2 separate regions of the Cyprinus carpio genome follow, and region 2 is linked to region 1. The links are chromatin contacts, called in public Hi-C maps. All regions are on one chromosome and are shown on one strand. Each heading gives the region's core, a stretch centred on a gene start, on an enhancer-like site or on the middle of the called end of the contact. The rest is flanking DNA. Distances are from core to core; before and after follow the strand shown. Region 1 holds the start of LOC109112588 (OCIA domain-containing protein 1-like). Region 2 holds the start of LOC109112573 (SLAIN motif-containing protein 2-like).

Region 1 (5,991 bases), core at 1,194-3,693:
TACGTAGTTCCTCATACAACACTGGCTTCTTTTTGGGCACATCCTCATCTGGATAGAGCGGAGCTTTGGGACGAATGCAAACTATTGGTTAAACATCTACCAATCAGATGACAAATCCTTATTCAATGACAAATGTCTTCACCCAAATGTAATTAAAGTTATATATGTCTATACAGTTATATATTGTTTTTGTGCCGGGGGTTGGGGGGGCGTTGGGGTTGATGTACCTTGAGGAGAAATATCATCCCTGATGTTAACAGGCCCAGAATCACTGAATCCAGAACTGAAAGGAGTGGGGTCATATGATTGGGAGGGTCTGCTGTAGGTATAGTCACTGGTGTAACTGCTGTCGCTCTCAGGCATAGAACTGACTTCTGTTGAAGGTTGGAAAGCTGACTCCGAAACAGACTGTTGAGATTCTGATGGGTTTGCACCCTCAAACTGGTTAAGCCTTAAAAAAATCATTAAATCACCATGTGTTATATAATCGTCAATGTGAATTACTTCAAATACATTAATATATATATATATGTGTGTGTGTGTGTGTGTGTGTGAAATGAAAAAAATGAAATAAAAAACAGAAAGACATAACTATAAAAACAAAATACAGAAATTAAAATATATTTGAAAAGATTCTGTGTGCACTTGTTCTTACTCTGAAGGCATGTGATGCAGACGCCTCTGTCGTAGTGCCTCTCCCAGTGGGGAGTTCTCCAGCTTCCGAAACTTTTCTTCACAGACCCTCATGTAAGACATTTTCCCAGTAATGTATCCAAACATGCCAGCAACTGCATAAAAATCACAAATATTCAAAAGGTACTTAGGAAATGTAGCTTTTGAATATTCCTTAACATATATCCTGTGTTTTATCAAATTTGTGCTGTCTGTTGTTCTTGATACTTACATGCAACTTTGGGAAGAGAGCCGAATCTGGGTGATGGAGTAAGGATTCCTACAGATAAACAATATCAATATAAGATTTGACATTTTTGAAAAATTAATTTATTCTCCCTTTTGTTTTACTGCCAAAATCTAAGAGCATAAAACTTTCTCATATTTAGAATACAAACGAAGAGCATGTACAGTTGAGTTTGGGTTTACCATATTTGACATGCTCTATATATGTGCACTGTTAGATGTTTCTATGTGAACTAAATCGGTTCATTATACAAAATGACTGCATCTACTTGGAATACTTGGATTAAACCACTCTATTCATACAGATTTATTTTACAATCTCTTTATGGAAATTCTGAAGCACTCAAATTTTGGTGGAATAGACTTGTAATGGACGAATGTAAATCTCTCAGGTATCATTAAAAATATCTTCATTTGTGATTCAGAGATGATTGAAAGTCGTATGGGTTTGGAACAACAAAAATGAATGACAATTTTCATTTTGGGTCGAGCTTTCTCTTCTTCATGACTTCTCTAAAACTTTTGTAGTCATTTGTAATTACTGGGTAATGCTTTCTAAGATCTTTTACTTTACAGAGCTCTGAGTATATTGGGTTGGGGGGGGGGGGGGTTAGCCTATTACAAAAAGTTTAATTACTTAAGATTTTATTCTTTTTAATGACTTTTCCCATTTTTAAAATTCCCTGATAAATCTAGGTTTTCCGTGACAATAGGAGACATGAGTAAAAACTTGAAACAGAGGATGTGAACGTACCTCTTGAAACCATTACCTGAGTGGCTGCAATTGCAATGGCAGAAAATGGCAAGGCTGTGAATAACGAGAGAGCAAACGTGTTCACAAGTCTCTTTCACATGTACTTTCTTATCAGAAGCATCTTGAGAGTATACCTTGTAATGTAATTTTGGGGAGGAATAAACTGAAAAAATTCAAATAATAGGAACACAAAAAAAAAATGTTGGGCAGATTGACAGTCAAGTGCCAATAAATCATGACAGGTTTCATCACTAAAGTAGAGCACTACTCACATCTGTACCAGAGGCTTTCTGAATTGCACTCTCTGAAGACTCGCCTCTCTTCTTCATTGGGAATATACGAGGCACTGAAAGAACCCTGTGAAGACAAAACTACACGTGAGGAAACTTTCTGGAAGTTCCCGATCACTGATCTATTTATCCTGTAAACAGAAAACCGCACACGCTTTGCTTTTGAAGTACTTCTGCATGAGATAGAGCAGTAAGGGACAGAATATGTGGTTTATAAACATTGTTAGATTAATTTACTGCCTACCTTACTAGACCCCTGTGGGACTGGAGCAGCCGGAGTGAACCCAGACGAAGCTTGCGACATGACTGATCCAAGAAGCACAGCACGATTACACAAACAATAATGTTTTTACAGTAGCCATGGGATTACGCGGATTACGAGTCAACAAGTCCAGAGACACACTTTATTACATGACCTCCAGTCGACTCTTATGCTCTTATCAGCAAACAACACTAACCCGGAAGTGCAGGAGTTAAGCCGGAAGCACCAATGAAAAGTCAAAATCAAAAATATGTGGAAATATGTCTGATAAGAATATATATATACATATAAGAATGCCTTATTGTAAATTCAACACGGATGAAATAACCAATTGTAATTTCCGAACATATTTTTTTAAATAAATGAAACATTTTATAACCAAAATATTAAAAAAACAAACAAACAAACAAAAAGTTTCTTTGCCTGCTTAAATTAATTTGACTGTATATTTGAACAGTTTTCATAAGATTTAAACATACGATTTCATAGCGCATACCTAATATTATATTATATATACCTAATATGCATATCTAATATGTAATAAAACATCAGTTCAACTTCATAAATTGAAATATTGTTATAAATAAAGTCTAAAATTGAAAGCGTTCAGACAAACATGAACATATACATGCGCATGTATATGATAATTGATGCATTAACCCATTTACAGCAATTATTATTATTTAGCATGAAATATAAAAATAAATATAAAATTGTAGTCTTAACTAAGAAGGCAGCTAGATTAGATAAGAACTGATCAGATGTTTGTGAAACGATTTACAGAAGTTTAGATAAATCATAACTTGTGTCAATAGGAGTATTAATCTCTTTTAGTGTTATGTCAATAGCCATTTAATTGCCTCATCTATCGATCGACCTCGCAACGAAAAACTAATCCTCATAAACAACGAACAATTAAGAGGTCTGATCTAAAAGTATTTATTTTTACTTACGCAGTGTACGAGCGTGTATTTTGACAAACCGAAGGAATTATCGCGGAATCATGTCCTTTCAGCCAATCCAGTAGCAGTGTGTGTTGATTGATAGCTTAATCAGCCAATAGAATGGTCCGTTCGTTAAGCGTGTGAATTCAGTGCATTCATAGCTGCGAGCGCAGGGCGGGGCTTAGCTCCGCAATCTTGACACCGCGACTCTCCTATCAGAAGAGCGGATTGTCAAAGCCGTTAGCCAGCGTTGCTCCAATCTGATGGACAGGGAGGTGGGCACGTTGTCATTCGTCGAGTTTTCGGGTGTTTTGCGAAAAAAGACCGAGAAGATTAGCTATAACATCGAACGTTAGAGGTCAACGGATGTGAACTGTTGTTTGTGTAAAGCTCGAGCCGTCCTCGTCATCTTTTGGAGAGAAGAACCATCGGGTTTTCAGCGCTAGCGCGAGCAGGCTAACTGACAAGGAAAAGCGCAGCTGCTCTAAAAAAGGTAAGAAGGGCCGAATTCTGTTTGACTAACCTCAAATACCCAACGTCTGATGAAAGACCGAGAGAGCTAGCTCTCACTTTTAACGCTCATCGGTTGTCCTATCATATGTACTTTCCTTCGCAGGATATTATCAGTTGGTAGTCAAGTTATGTTGACCTGCATTTGAAGCGAAGATGAGTGCAGTCAGTGGCTGTGTCACAAAACCTAGTGAGCTGTCTACCTAGACAGCGTTTTTGGACATCATTGGTAAGGTACATGAGTTGAGCAGGCCACATGAAACTAAAGTCTTAATGCACAGGTCACTATGTGACTTTTCATGGAGTTTTGTGAGCTAACATGAGACAACATTGCGTTTAAGCAATCAGAAAAACTTGAGAAATTGTCTTTGGGAAAGCTGGACTGAAGGGAGACACTGTTACAAAACTGCAGTTTGGTGGAAACATCAGTCATAATATAAAGATCTGCGGTATTACTAACAGGATGCTGTTAGGCTGAGTTTAAAAACCCCAAAGTCGTGTTCATTAACAACTCTTATTTTGTTTGAAACCACCAAATAACATGAAACGATCTTTTAATTTGCTTTCTCTTTCATTTCATTTCATTTAGTGGAAAAGTGTAACATCTTAGTCTAGCCCTGGAGCTGTTAATGCTAGAGCTTTCAATCTAAAAACATGCTTTTGTTTTAATCCAGATGCATTTTTCTCCTTTATCTTGTTCATCTGATAAAATCTGTTACTTGAAAGGCTCATTGATGTTTATTGCTTGTCCTATGCAAACATGTGCATGAGTCATAAATGATGTTAACAGCTCTAGTGTCCCAGCCAGCCTTTCAGCATTTGGTGAGAGAGCAGCTTGTTCATCAGTGAGCAGAGAAGAGTTCACACTCCTGATCTGAGCTCTGAGAGGAGTGTGAACTCTTCCTGCTTACTGCTGAACATGCTGCTCTGAGTGTCATGACAGCAGTGTGTCTCTTGTAAACAGTTAGTGGGGTTTGGTGGGAGACAGATGCATGGGATTGTTGCATTGGAGTTAAATGCTTAGGCCTTCACCTTTCAATTAATTCTCCTAAAATGTAGATGTATATATAGCCTAGATATAGAAGCATTCTATTTTAATCTGAAATGTTGTCCTGAAAAGAAATGCATCACTTTCCACATAAATATTAAACAACTGTTTTCAACATAAAGCTAATAAGAAATGTTTTTTGAGCAGCAAATCAGCATTTTAGAATGATTTCTGAAGGATCATATGACACTGAAGACAGGAGTAGTTGCTTCTGAAAAGTCAGTTTTGCATCACAGAAATAAATGGCATTTTTAAAATATATTAAAATAGAAAACATTTATTTATGATTATATATAATTGTAATAATATTTCACAAAATTACTTTTTACCATGTTTTTGACTGAATTAATGCAGCCTTGGTGACCATAAGAGACTTTAGAAGTAATGTAAAATATATATATATAAATATTTATTTATTTATTTATTTATTTATATATTTATATATATTATATATATATATATTTATATATATATATATATATATATATATATATATATATATATATATATATACACACACACACATATACATATTATTTTGTCAATATTATGCAACCCTACAAGACCAAGACAGATCTGATATGACTGAGAAATTGTCTTTCTTGACATCATACGACTACACCTTTTACAACACAGTGAACTGCTTGAATATTTCAAGAACCCTTTCCTATTCATTTTTTTATGAGCATCCTACTGACAGTATACTGGGCTATTTGCATTGATAACCTAGTAAATTACCTTGTTTAAGATGCGTTTTCAGTAATTGCTTCTTTGCTGGAACTAATGCTCCTTGTTAATTAGTCCCACATAAATGAAGGAGATATACAGTGCAATATAGTCGTAATCCCGTGGGATCGTTTTGTCATCTAAGAAGGAGGGGAAAGGAATGAACTGATTCGCTCCTCCGTCCTAATTTTAACGTAAATGTGCCTGAGGTTGTAGAGTTTTTACGCCCTCTTGAACACCCTCTTCTTGTTTGATAAGTTATTAAGGGCATAATCACAACAGCTGCAATCAGAAAATATGATATAGGCTAGTTTACATTACAGTCATGTTTTAAATGTTTGCATGGCATGTGAAACAGATTCTAACTTCTTTTTCTCGTGAGAACCTTGTTTTTTAAATATTTTTGTCATGAAAGAATGAAACGAGAAACAGTGAGGGCTTTTGATTTGATTCATCCGTTGTCTGGTACAGAATAAAGGGTCTTGTAAGAGTGGGGCCGGACAGTCTGGTGTAGGTGGCAAATTAATGCACATGTGGGC
Region 2 (6,741 bases), core at 1,733-4,232, 130 kb after region 1:
TTTTTTCTTCAGAATCATGAGAGAACCACAACTTCCATTGGGGGGGAAAAACTCAATTTATCCAGAATCATGCAGTTCTGTTTTGCACACAAACAGCTCTTAAAGAGTCCTTAAAGAGCCTGTTGATTTTTGTTCATGGTATCCAGCTCCAATAAATGGTTTGCAAAAAAGAGACACAGGATAAATGTTTGATATCATTATTTAATCACATTGGAATCGAAAAGAATCAGAATGGGAATTGATCAAATTCAAACGATACCCAAACCTAGATTGAACTCATTTGTGACCCTAAACACCATTAAATCTACAATAAAACAAACAAACAAACAATCTTATCCTTAAATCATCACGACTAAGAAGATTAAATCATTTGCGCATCTTTGTTGTAATCACTTCCGACCTGTTTGTTTGACAAGTACAGTTTCTGTCCTACCAACTATTCGTAGTGATAAACAGGTGTTAAGCTCACTGATCTGCTGGACTCCAGCTGTTGCAGGGCTTTCCCAGCATTTTGCTGCCACTGCAAGATATCCAACCAAACAGGATCGAGTGTCTGGATTACAGGATTCTGAGTCTGTGTAAATTGACCCAAACCACAGAATCTCACAGACACTGATTAAAGCACACACAAACAATGGATTACACACTGACATCAATCCACACAAGATCAAAAACTGATAGGATAAAGCTGTCTGGGACTTGAGGACATGGGACAACCAGAAGGCAACAAGATAGTGGTCATCTTCACAAGCACTTAAAAGTTACAAAAGATTTCAAATAAATGCTGTTCTTTCAAACTTTCTTTCTATTCATCAAAATATTTATCACAGTTTTTACAAAAATATTAAGCAGCACAACTTTTTTCCAACACTGATAAATACTTAAGCAGCAAATCAATATATTAGACTGATATTTGAAGGATCGTGTGATAATGAAGACTGGAGTTATAGCAGCTGAAAATTCCATCACTTGAATAAATTACATTTTAAAATATTTTCAAATAGAAAACAGTTATTCTGAATTGTAATAATACTTCACAATATTACTGTTTTTACAGTATTTGGATTAAATGCACCCTTGGTGGGCATATTTTGTTAAGGGCAGTTTTTATTTTAAAAACATTTAAAAAATCTTACCAACCCCAAACTCTTGAAAGATAATGTAAGTGACCCGAGTTTTTTTTAACGTTCTGCATTTAAACATTAAGTGGAGGCATAACAACAAGTGACAATATGCTCATTCTGCCATTAGTGTACATTTAGCTGGTTCTTATTCTTCCCAATAGTGGTTCTGGACTTTAAACAGGCACCCATCAGCCCGACTGGACTGTTTGTCATCGCAGGTTGTTTTATCACTCCAGAAGGAACTGCTTGTTGGAACATTTTATTCTTTCACCATAACTCACTCTCTTTGGACCAGCAGATCGCACACATGCTGATCCACACCATCATTCTGGACTGCTGTTTTCATATTGTTTGGCAAAGTCCACAATATCTTCTGCACATATCGGTTTCATTATTAGTAGTACAAACTCTCAATACAATGACATGCATAGATTACAGCTTTTTTCAGCTTTTCATATGAATGCACAACTTTGAAATGATATTGTCAGCATTCTGCGGATTTCTAGTTTATTTCCTAAAAACCTGATTGCACCATTAAAGTTCATGTTATGTGAAACAAAAGAGCCATACACAATGCAGATCATGCAGAAAAGTAACGTTATATACATCTTTTGTAACTAATCTGCTCATCATATCTGAGGCCTTAATAAAAGGACATACGTATGCAAATACATCATTTGTGTCTGATTCTAAAGACATCATTGAATCATGACAACATGGCTGTCATTCAGCAGATTTATGAAGGTACTGAAATAAACTGAAGGGCAGATGAGAAGGACCCACACATCAGAAGCAACTGCAAGGCCGTGGTGCGAACTGAATAGTAAATACATGCAGTCAGCAAACTGTTGCTCTTAAATACTCAGACGTAAGGCGCTAATAATCATAAACAGATATCAGTCGTATTGCAGTCAATGCATTGAATAAATTAAGCCCAGCCCTTAGCCAAAGAGACATGGGTGCAACAATGCATCAAGCGCATTCCTCCAAATACGCGTCATTCTCTGTGGCGTCTGCGCGCACCTGTCAAACACATGAGTCTGTCTTGTCTGTCTTGTTTTTTTTTTTTGTGTGTGTGTGTGTGTGTTTGGGTTATTCCTCTGATAGGGATTAACACCTTCGCCTCCTGGCAGGTTACTCACCAGCTGTCTTCCTCTTCGTTCAGGCAATCCATGTCCTCCAAATCGAGAATCTCCACCTCGTCCAACACTGAAGTTTCTCCGTCTTCGATAAAATCCAGCGAATCATAATAATCGGCGGCACAAGAAGCGTTGTCACTGTCATACCCCGCTCCGTAACTGCTGCCGTGATATGACTGTCTCGGACTCATCCGTGAGATCTCCAAAACCCCACCGAAACCCCTCGATCCGCCGAACCCCACCCCAGTGAACCCGGCGAGCCCCACCGCCGCTCCCGGATAATCATAACCGGCGCTCACGGGTCTGGTGTTCCCCGGCAGTCCACCGGAAGAAGAAGAGTTGTAGAGCCGACCGGATCGGCTCCGGAGCTGCTCGTTCTGCTGCTCGAGTTTCTTCACTAAGTCTTGAAGCTTCCGCACCTCCAAGTCCGCGTTTATGTTTGAGTTGATATCCTCCATGGCAAAAGCAACGATATGTCCGCGCGCCGGTGTCGTGTCCGTTAGGTTTGTTTAACTACCGCCAAAGTCAGCAAGTTCGCGAGCCTCCGTCACAAGGTCTTTAAAGAGAGCACTGTCAACGCCGCGGCTCAAAAGTTACTAATCTTCTCGTCGTCATCTTGTCCGGGAACTCGAGCACACCGTAAGCTCCGTCGCCATCTTTACTGTCCTCCAGTCGCTCACTGGGAAATCTTTGAGAAGCTCGAAGTGAGACGTCATCACGTGACTCACGGGGACGAGCACGTTTTGGGAGCGACCCTTCCCTGGAACAGGAACGCGCACTTTAACTACACCGTTAAGTAGCCTACTTTGTTGCTGTTCTTACGTGTTTTTTGCGGGGATTTTGTAATTTACCTGGATACTTTTGTCACCAAGTATTCGTACTCTTACTAGATTACATTACTTAGGCAATATAATGCTTTTACTCTTTACGATTTAATTTAGACATCGTACAAAGTATTTTTGCAGGTTATTACTGGTTTAAAAATTCTTTATTTAAACAAACCAGTCCTTAAATTTTAATAGCACTCAAATATTCATTTGACTTTAAGATGCCATCATTTACCACAACAGAATATTTGACCCAAATCAATATTATGTCGATGTAACTATATTTAAATGGCAAACAATTGTACAGTTAGCTGCTAGTAAATTTTAATACAATTTCAGAGTGATTATCTGGGTCTCAGCAGAGAATCGCTCTTATTTTAAGATGAGTTAAAATGATATAAAATGAGACAAAACAAGCATTACAATTGATAAAACAACAAAAATCTATACAGTATATTTCTTATTTTAATTCACCCCTCAAAACTGTTTGTTTCCTTTGAAGAACCAGGATTGACAGTATTTGAACAATTTGACTATTTGACTAAGCCTCATTTTAAAATTACAAGTAGAAAATTATAATTCTTTATTTACAGAAACTAGAATATTGAACCACTATAGCCTTAGTACGATCATTTAGGAAACTGAGACTGAGACAGGTTGCATTACAAAGTTTGTGCATTAAAATAACTGTATAGAAAATGTCTTTTCAGTATCAGATTCAAAAGTTAAAGAAAAACCTAAGGAATATACTTAATATATATATTTTTTTTTACTTTTGATTAAGTTGAAAACAGTACCTGAAGACACCATTTAAGGTATAGACTGAACAACTATATCTTTGCACGTTTAAAGTTTGCATCCAGTATTTGCAATGGCTGTTTCTGAGATGCATGCTCAAGTACTTTAACATCTTTAGATTTTTGTTCCTCTTTGATATGGTCTCTCATTTTTTTCAAATAGACACTGAATTTCTTGGTGTTTAATAGCAAAACCAGCATATTTGTAGGAAGAAAACTGTCATAAACTAAGTTTAGGATTATGTTATTTATATGTTTGGCTCTATTTGGACATGTAACATATTTCTTCACAGCCCATCCGAGATGCCATTCGCAGAACGAATGGCAGCAGCCAGAGGGACTGCTGGAGGCACAATAGGATTTATCTTCTTGCACATTGGGATACATTTTGATTAGGACCTTAAAATGTTCGCTCCATCCTACTCACGAGTCCCAGAGACTGAACTTCAAAAATGTTCCCGTCATTTTATTTCCAGATGAGCAAGAAAGAAAGACATAGAGTATGTTATTGTACTAGGGCAGGGTTTTCAACCTTTCCAGACCCAAGGGCCACCAACTCCCAGCTAATTCATGACATCTCTAACATAATAGCAAAAAAAAATGAACTCGCTCAAGTCAAATCAGTAGTCTAAGAGTGCAACAGTGCCTACCCAGTATTTCAGCAACCTTGGTTCCAGAAGTATTTTTCTTAGAGAGATAGTTATAGGCCATGAACCAAACCTACCAGCTATGACGTGAACCACATTACAAACTCTGATTTGAAGCAAAAAGGTATTTAAAAATCAAACAAGAAGACAAAGTTACAAGACTTGTACTTATTGGTTTAAATGAGGTTAAGAACTACAATCCTATGAAGCTCTGTGAATGACAGTCGAAATAAAAACAAAATATTTTCTGATTGCAAAAATCATGCAATTAGACAATGTAGAAAAACGTAGCTTATATTCACAGTGCTTCATGGATGTGGGTGGGCACTAAAATGTTCTGTTGGCAATTTGCTTGTCATGATTCCCTGATTTGTGGAGAGTATCATGGGTAATGTAGTTTTTCACCAGGAATTCCCCTGCTGAACACTATAATTTGAGAATAAGTTTAAAAATGCAGGCTGATGGCTTCTTTGGAAGTATATAGAATCAATTAATCACCCCTTTGGTGAAAATAAATGGGAATTTTACTGCTATAATTGCACTGTAAAAGTGGTGTTTATTTTACATGGAGGTAGCCATGTTGAGGTCACATGACTAGCTGAACACAACTCACTCAGCTGTTATTGGAAACTTTCAGTAATGGAAAAAAGGAATCATGGTTGACTGTGAACAGCGCGTTGATTGATACAACCCAAGATTAGTACACAGTAAATCCATTTATTTACAAATTAGACTGTGAAATGTTTATCAGAAAGAATAAGACCAAGAATAACAGAGGAGTCCATAGTTCAGTTGTGGAGAACATGTTGGAACTCAGGTCAGAGTTCAAAGTGTGTCTGATCCTGCAGTCTCATCCAAAATGTCTTGTGACCCTTGACCTGCCACCTGAGCCTCCTCAGCACCTCCTACTCCGTCTCTACCTTCCCCAGCATCACTCTGATTAGTCATTGTGTCCTCAAGTCTGTCCTGGTCCGAGCTCATTTCCTGTGACTCGTCAGCACGCTCTTCCTCTTCCTCTTCCTCCTCTGCATCCATCTCGAACACACGTACATGTCTCAGATTGGCACTGAGCTGAATGAGAATTAATGCACATTAATGGAAGTATTACAACATTCATTTTTGACAGTTTTTCAGTTTTTCAATAATTATTCTCTATTTTTATGTTTTTATGTATCCATACATCAATCAAAATTTTCGATATAAACTATTCTCCTAAATGGCTACAATTTTCCTCAAGTTGTAGAGTCTTACCACACAGGCAACTTTACGGATCCCATTAACTGCCACAAACTGAGCCTTGATGTTGTCCATCTCTCTGCTCTGGTTTCCCCAGGTCAAACCCTGGACTGGGATCCCTTCAGTCTGCTGCTCCAGCCTGACACACACCACAACAAAGACACATCAAAAGAGTGCTAATTCAGGACATTCAATCGGACGAGCCACAATGTCAAAGCTAAGCTTAACTGTATTACAATCTATTATACTGCTGGAACTGCTACAGCAATAGAAAGTATAATGCTACTTACAGTGCAATTCTTTATGGAATAATTGATAGAAAAATTCAAGGTTTCTGGTATGAATCAACAAGTGTGCTGTACCTGAGCGTAAGGTCCCAGATGAACTCTTCATCCCAGCTCACAGCAGAGTTTAGATGAAGCTGAGTGAGGATGCGCATCTTATTCTCATCATCCTCCAGACTTCGCAATACCACTGTCAGTGTCTCGTCATCATAAAAACGGGCATCAAGGCAACTGTACGAACTGTAACTAATAAACAATTTTATTTAGTCATTCACGCATATAATAACAAAGATTAAATAATGGCAATATTTTCATAGGGTGTTTTTTTTAATGCCATAGATGAACTCACGCAGAAGCTGGTGCAGGTGTTTCATCATCTATACTTGAATTGAGAGGAGTGTTGAGGTTTAGGGCCACCAGACCTTTAGGGACAGACCTGAAACATACATATACAAATTCAGTGCTTTATACAGAAAAGCAGTCATGATGAGAGTGTTTAAACTTTCATAAACCTTTAAAGAAGAATTTTTGCTGGATGTTAATTCAGTAAGAGGTGATGGAAAATCAATTCGCTGATGTAATGTGATACTTTCTCATAAGATTCGAGATCGATCCATGACAAATCATAATCACAGTTTTAGCAGTCTTTAAAGTACCAACAATAAGTTTATGAACTGGCCTACACTA

The links. Hi-C and Micro-C count contacts between places; a contact is called where the count stands out from the background.
Region 2: a contact with region 1 is called in a Hi-C map of liver, with 4 times the contacts expected there. The contact joins the promoter of LOC109112573 here to the promoter of LOC109112588 in region 1. A contact is called at or near these places in 2 of 8 Hi-C or Micro-C datasets (liver and red blood cells).

The regions. Positions count from the first base shown.
Region 1 is chrB20:13,808,079-13,814,069 of ASM1834038v1, forward strand. LOC109112588 (OCIA domain-containing protein 1-like) reads right to left here and starts at 2,444. Exons shown (of 8, transcript XM_042747191.1): 1 at 2,207-2,444; 2 at 1,945-2,029; 3 at 1,673-1,726; 4 at 905-952; 5 at 656-788; 6 at 228-451; 7 at 1-48. The coding sequence starts at 2,266.
Region 2 is chrB20:13,940,376-13,947,116 of ASM1834038v1, forward strand. LOC109112573 (SLAIN motif-containing protein 2-like) reads right to left here and starts at 2,983. Exons shown (of 9, transcript XM_042747127.1): 1 at 2,267-2,983. The coding sequence starts at 2,721. LOC109112904 (anaphase-promoting complex subunit 4-like) reads right to left here. Exons shown (of 29, transcript XM_042747126.1): 26 at 6,404-6,490; 27 at 6,133-6,294; 28 at 5,786-5,909; 29 at 5,231-5,605. The coding sequence ends at 5,360.